2 separate regions of the Mus musculus genome follow, and region 1 is linked to region 2. The links are chromatin contacts, called in public HiChIP or PLAC-seq maps. All regions are on one chromosome and are shown on one strand. Each heading gives the region's core, a stretch centred on a gene start, on an enhancer-like site or on the middle of the called end of the contact. The rest is flanking DNA. Distances are from core to core; before and after follow the strand shown.

Region 1 (2,700 bases), core at 187-2,686, 390 kb before region 2:
TTATCGGGGCACTCAGGGGAAGCTGCTGCCAGCCCCAGGACATTTGCACACGCCTTTCTTCCGCATGGCTATCCCCTGCTCCTCTACTATCTACTCAGTCACTTCTTCCAGGTCACAACTCCCCTCAGCCCATACGGCCTACATCAACTCAGAGCATGCTTAGTCAGTGTGATCCCTGGACTAACCTTTCTCCACTGCTGGCTGTCCTTGGGAAGACCAGACCAGTTTGTCCTTCTCTTAAACTTGGCTCACAGTGAATACCTGAGAACTTTCCTACCATGCCAGGAAAGCCTCATCCATAGAAACAGATTGACTGGGGGTATGGGGTGCTAAGCATGCCCTGGGAGGTCGAGGACTCCATCAGGGCAGACGGTGGAGGTCCAGACTGGCCAAAGTCAGAGCAGTGCTGGTTGTAAAGGTTCTGTTTGTCCTTCTTCATTATACCTTCTGGAGAGACGCCCTGACCCTACCTCCCTGGCTCCCTGTGGTCTGGGGTGCAATGGTAGTAGTGGCCTGAAACCCCTCCTATCCAAGGCTGGGCTCTCAGGTTGTCAATGGTGTGAATCACACTGGGCGTGAAGGTGTCTACTTAATTACTCTCCCCTCCAGCACTACCCTAGGCCGCCATAGCCAAGCCAGCAGCCCCAAAGCCCCACCCACCACCACCACATAGCCACCTTACCATCTCCTAGGCTAGTCCAGGTTGAGGCTCCTCTCACCCACCCCTTGTGCCCTGCACTGACTCCAGCCTGATGGACAGCCTGAAGGGCGGGCCTGGGTTTATGCTTGCTCTAGCTTCCAGGCCCTGGTGTTCCCCTGAACTGAATGAACAGTGCCCACCTCCTAGGGGCGTTTCAGGGACGGGACACCTGGGTCACACACAACCCGTGGACCACCCATGTAGTCTCTCAGTGTTTTAAAGGCCAACACGTGGTGGGGACAGTCAGACCTCCATTGTAGAAGACACTAGGGCTTAGAGAGGAGGACAAGAGACACACCTACTCAGCAGGACCAGGACTGAAATGAGGCACTGGCTTACAGTCCCCTCATCCCATTAAAAAACAAAAACCAAAAAACGTAAAACAAGGGCTGGAGAGATGGCTCAGCAGTTAAGAGCACTGGCTGCTCTTCCGAAGGTCTTGAGTTCAATTCCCAGCAACCACATGGTGGCTCACAACCATCTGTAATGAGATCTGATGCCCTCTTCTGGTGCGTCTGAAGACAGTTACAGTGTATTCAAACATAAATAAAATAAATCTTAAAAAAAAAAAAACAATTAAAAAAGCAATCCCAAACAAACAAACAAACAAACAACCACCCAACACACACACAAATCAAAACCTGTCAGCTACTTGGAGAGAGGGAGGAGGGGACCAGAGGACCCCATGTGATCTGTCATCCTGAAACACAGAAGTGAAACCCTGCCTTTCTCAGCCACAGCCTCCAGGCCAGTGTGACAAGCCCAGTCAGGACATCTGCAGATGGTCCCCAAGAAACCACAGGAAGTGGAGGGACTTCCGGGTGAGGCCAGGGGAGGGCATCCTCAGGTGTAAAGCCCCATCCCTCTCTGGCCTCTAGCATCTACCAGAAAGTAAGGCTCTCTGTGCAGGCAGGCCAGGTTCTGGCCCTGGAGCACGAATGACCTCATTGGGTAGGCACAGGGAGAAGCAGAAGCCAAGCCCAACAGCAGCTCAGCCGGAGACAGACTGCTACCAGAGGAGGGGCTGCCTGCTCCTGAGAGAAAGGGCAGGTCCCTGAAGGCCAATCTTGGTTCTACTGAGGATGAACAATTTCACCAAGTCTTGAGATTCCTGTAGGGAGGGGTGGGAACACCATCTTTCCTAGATTCCGGCTTGGTCTGGAGTCCCCTAGAGACATCTGAGGACACAGAGATAGCCAGGAATGGGGGTTTGGGGATTGGGGGTTTGGGGTCGGCTTCCTTAATGTACCTGGAAGCTACATGACAGGAAGCCATGTCTGCACCTCAGACTTGCTTCTTAGTACTTAGGGACAAAGGTTGTTCCTTGAGATCAAGTAGGGAAGAAGAGGGGCCTGGGGTGCATATCTCACAACTGCTAAAACCACAAGTCTAACAAAAGCCAAATCTGCTCTGACATGTGTCACTCAGCCACACTGGGCTAAAGCACAGTACAGCATAGCTGTCTCTTAGGGTGGCTCTGGGGGCTCTGTGCTACCTTGTCTAGTTTCCTGAAGCACCTGAGACCCTCGGCTCCAGGTCCTTCCTTGTCTTTAAGAACAGCAAGACAGGACACTAGGTGCCAGCTCCTTCTTTGACTTGTCCCACCCTTCACAGATTCCGTGACAACACAAAGCCACCTAGTCAGGCCAGACCATCACCTCAGCTCAGCAACTGTAATATAACCGCATCTTCAAAGTCTCCTAGCCACATGAAAGCCCGCAACCACAGGCTGAGAACTAGGGCAGGGACACTTTGGGGGTCACTGTTCTGCTAACCCCAAGGGGCTGAATGTACACAGTGCCCACCTCCTGGGGGCCTTTCAGGAATGGGCCTCAGGACACCTGGGCTACACCCAACCCATGGACCACCCACTATCTGTGGTCTCTTCAGTGCTGTAACACCAGTATGTGGTGGGGACGCCAATTATAGAAGAAAACACTAAGGCTTAGAAAGGTCAAGGGTCACGTCTTCTATTCAGCAGGACCAGAACTGAAATGAGG
Region 2 (2,802 bases), core at 258-2,757:
GGAACTAGGAGGGGGACTCCACCCTTGCCCACCCAATCCTGTCAGCACCAGAAAGGGCTCCTGAGTCGGGGGTGGGGAGGGGGAACCAGGGAGGAAGGGCCACTAGCTAGAGAAAAGGCAACTGGCAAAGGCGTTGCTATGGAGATCAGGCTCTAACCTCCCAGCTCCCAGGAGACTGGTTTCCAGGGAGAGAAAAACCAGCTTATACTTCAGGCAGGACAAGACGCTGGTGGGAAGAGGCTGGGTACCCACCCCTCAACCTGCTGGCCTTAGGGAAGAGTGACCAGAGAGGAGACGCTCCACCTTTGCACAGCACTCGAAGGCCAAGGAGGCTGAGGGAACGGGTTCAAGCAAGACTCAGCCTAGGAGACTCAGCCTGCTCAGGTCTTGGAACCTCCTCACGCCTGACAGTGGTGCAGGGAGGGCTGCTGAGATCATACAGGCTTGGGGTGAGCGGCTGCCTCCAGGATACTTGGAGATCCCTGAACAAAGGAAAAGGCATGGGTGTGCCTACAAGCATAGCACTTGCACCAGTGTTCCGGGTCAAGGGGAGCACACACACAAACCCTGAGGCTCCTGGGAGCAGGGCTGGCTCCAGGTTTGTCAGATGGTTCTAGACATAACGAAGACAACCAGAGGGTAGTAGGGCGGGTGCATGCTGGTTTGTGACTGGGGATCCCTGGTGAGTGACAGTTGAGCCAATGCAGGAGGGAACCCTGGGTAATTTAGCAGGAGGGTGTCTTAGGCCGAGAGTAGTGGAAGTGGGGGTGGAGGGGGGGCAGGGTTAGACCTGGACACTCAGGAGGTGAGAGATCAAGGCCACAGGGGATGTGATGTCTGGAGCATCCTGGACTGTGGACAGGAAACAGACGTGACAAGGGATGCTTTGACCTTCCTCAGCAAAGCTTGTGCTGAAGCCAGAAAGTAGATGCTGGGTGGGAACCAGTGTGACCAGACCCTGGCGGGGCAGTGAGGTCAGAAGTGACCAGAAATCCTGGGATAGCCATCTGCTGCTCCCCCAAGAGGATGCCTGGGAGCCCAGGGGCTCACTGCACCAAAACCAAGGCTGTCAGCCGCGTAACCAGGAGACCTCCTTGCGTCAGCAGAAGTGCGAGGCGGGGGCGGAACTAATTGCCTGTCACTAGCTAATAGCCTGTTTCATCTTACGCCAGAGCCTGCAAGAAGTGAAGTGAGTACAGCCTCAGAGGAGGTTTCTTGTGGCCTCAGATGTCCCCAGCACCGTGACTGAGTTCTGGTGCACCTGGCTCTCCCCTTGGGAGACACACCCTGTGTACCTGACCAGGTGTCCTTCCCAGCTGTCAGGGCTCCCAAGATACCAACCGAGCCCAGGATTGCCTCCCTCTCCCCACGCCCCCAGCCAAGCCAACTCTTTTCAAATCCTCTGAACCTGAAACAGAGCCAACCCAAACTCATAAGTTACCACGCCACACTCTCAGGTCCCCATTCGTCATCCTCCCGCCTCTGCGATCCCCAGGGGTTCAGAGCCTCTAAACTATACATATCTCTAAACTAGCCTGCACCTGGACCCCAAGCAGGGGTCCCACATGACCCATGCTTGCCACCCCACTTCCCCTGGGAACTTTCCCAGCAAGCATAACACCTGTCCATCAGAAGGGCTCAGGGGCTACATGGCCACAGCTTTCTCTCAAACTCAAGACCTTCCTGACTGTCAGAACTGCTGCGTGCTGCATGCTGCATGCTCATCCTTCAGCATGCTGCATGCTCATCCTTCAGCATGCTGCATGCTCATCCTTCAGCCCTTCTTTACAACCTCCAGGTCAGAGAAGGGCATTGGGTTTTGGAGGTGGCACTGGCCCCGCCCCCAAGGATTCCCCAGGGTCAGACATGTATCTGGAAATGAGCTGGGAGCTTCTATCTGGCTTCCATTTTTCCTCAGCCTTCTCCACTTCCTTCTGTTTTAAACTTCTGCCCACATCAGCCTCCCTCCCAGCCCGCGCAGGGAGCCAGAATCACCTCTGAGAATTTAAACAAAGCTGTAGGTTTTTGATCTCTTTGTCTGTCCTCTCTTGCCCAGGGGACAGGGTCAGGTGAGAGAGTAATTACCTTCTTTTCTCCCCTCCCACTCCCTCCCCTGCAGGTAAGCTAGAGATGTTCTCCAGGCTGGCCCCTCTGTCCCTACAAGCTCACTCCTCCTGCCCAAGTTCACAAGATCACACGCATGACCTTGAGAACCGCAGAGCTTTCTGTGTTGGATGGTGCATACCCAGGGATCTCACCTTGTCCCACCCCAAACCAGGGTACTTACCAAACCGGCCCATCATGATCCTGTGAACAAGAAGAAAGGGTCAGATGGACACTTAGACCAAGTCTCAGAGCCAACCAGACCCTAGCACTCAGCCCCCTTCCCCCCACCCCCCAATAGGAATGGATACACATACACACACCCTGCTCTAGCCTAACAAAAGTGAGGGACACGTGCAGGCGACTAATCAGCACAAGAGTGACAGCAAACTACCCTCATTCCCAACACAGTGACCACCCTGGTGTATCATTTAGAGAGGACATCATTTGCATCGTGGGAACTGGGAGCCTGTTGATTCTGGCAGCCACGCCCAGCAGATAGAGCAGCGTTGCTCAACCTGTGGGCTGAGATCCTTTTAGGGGATTAAATGACCGTTTCCCCAGGATCACATATCAGATATCCTGCATCTGACATTTATATTATGATTCATGATAGTAGCAAAATTACAATCTTGAAGTAGCAACGAAAAATAGTTTTATGGTTGGGGGGGTCACTACAACATGAGGAACTGTATTAAA

What was found. HiChIP or PLAC-seq counts read pairs in DNA pulled down with a chosen protein or histone mark.
Region 1: an H3K27ac HiChIP or PLAC-seq map of large pre-B cells shows a contact between it and region 2, with 2.4 times the contacts expected there. The contact joins two enhancer-like sites. A contact is called at or near these places in 1 of 15 datasets of contacts at CTCF or cohesin (large pre-B cells), 3 of 115 datasets of contacts at active chromatin or transcription factors (astrocytes, large pre-B cells and pancreatic cancer cells) and 1 of 9 other capture datasets (embryonic stem cells).

What each region holds. Positions count from the first base shown.
Region 1 is chr15:84,684,442-84,687,141 of GRCm38.p6, reverse strand. All of the region lies in intron 1 of Prr5 (proline rich 5 (renal)), which reads right to left. Among named protein-coding and RNA genes, the nearest start is that of Prr5, 4.8 kb to the right of the region's middle. Within about 2 kb of position 1,436, at least 56 of the 459 cell types and tissues checked have an H3K27ac peak or open chromatin away from gene starts, as enhancers often do.
Region 2 is chr15:84,297,471-84,300,272 of GRCm38.p6, reverse strand. Parvb (parvin, beta) reads right to left here. Exons shown (of 13, transcript NM_133167.3): 8 at 2,288-2,307. Among named protein-coding and RNA genes, the nearest start is that of Gm22890, 24 kb to the left of the region's middle. Within about 2 kb of position 1,507, at least 74 of the 459 cell types and tissues checked have an H3K27ac peak or open chromatin away from gene starts, as enhancers often do.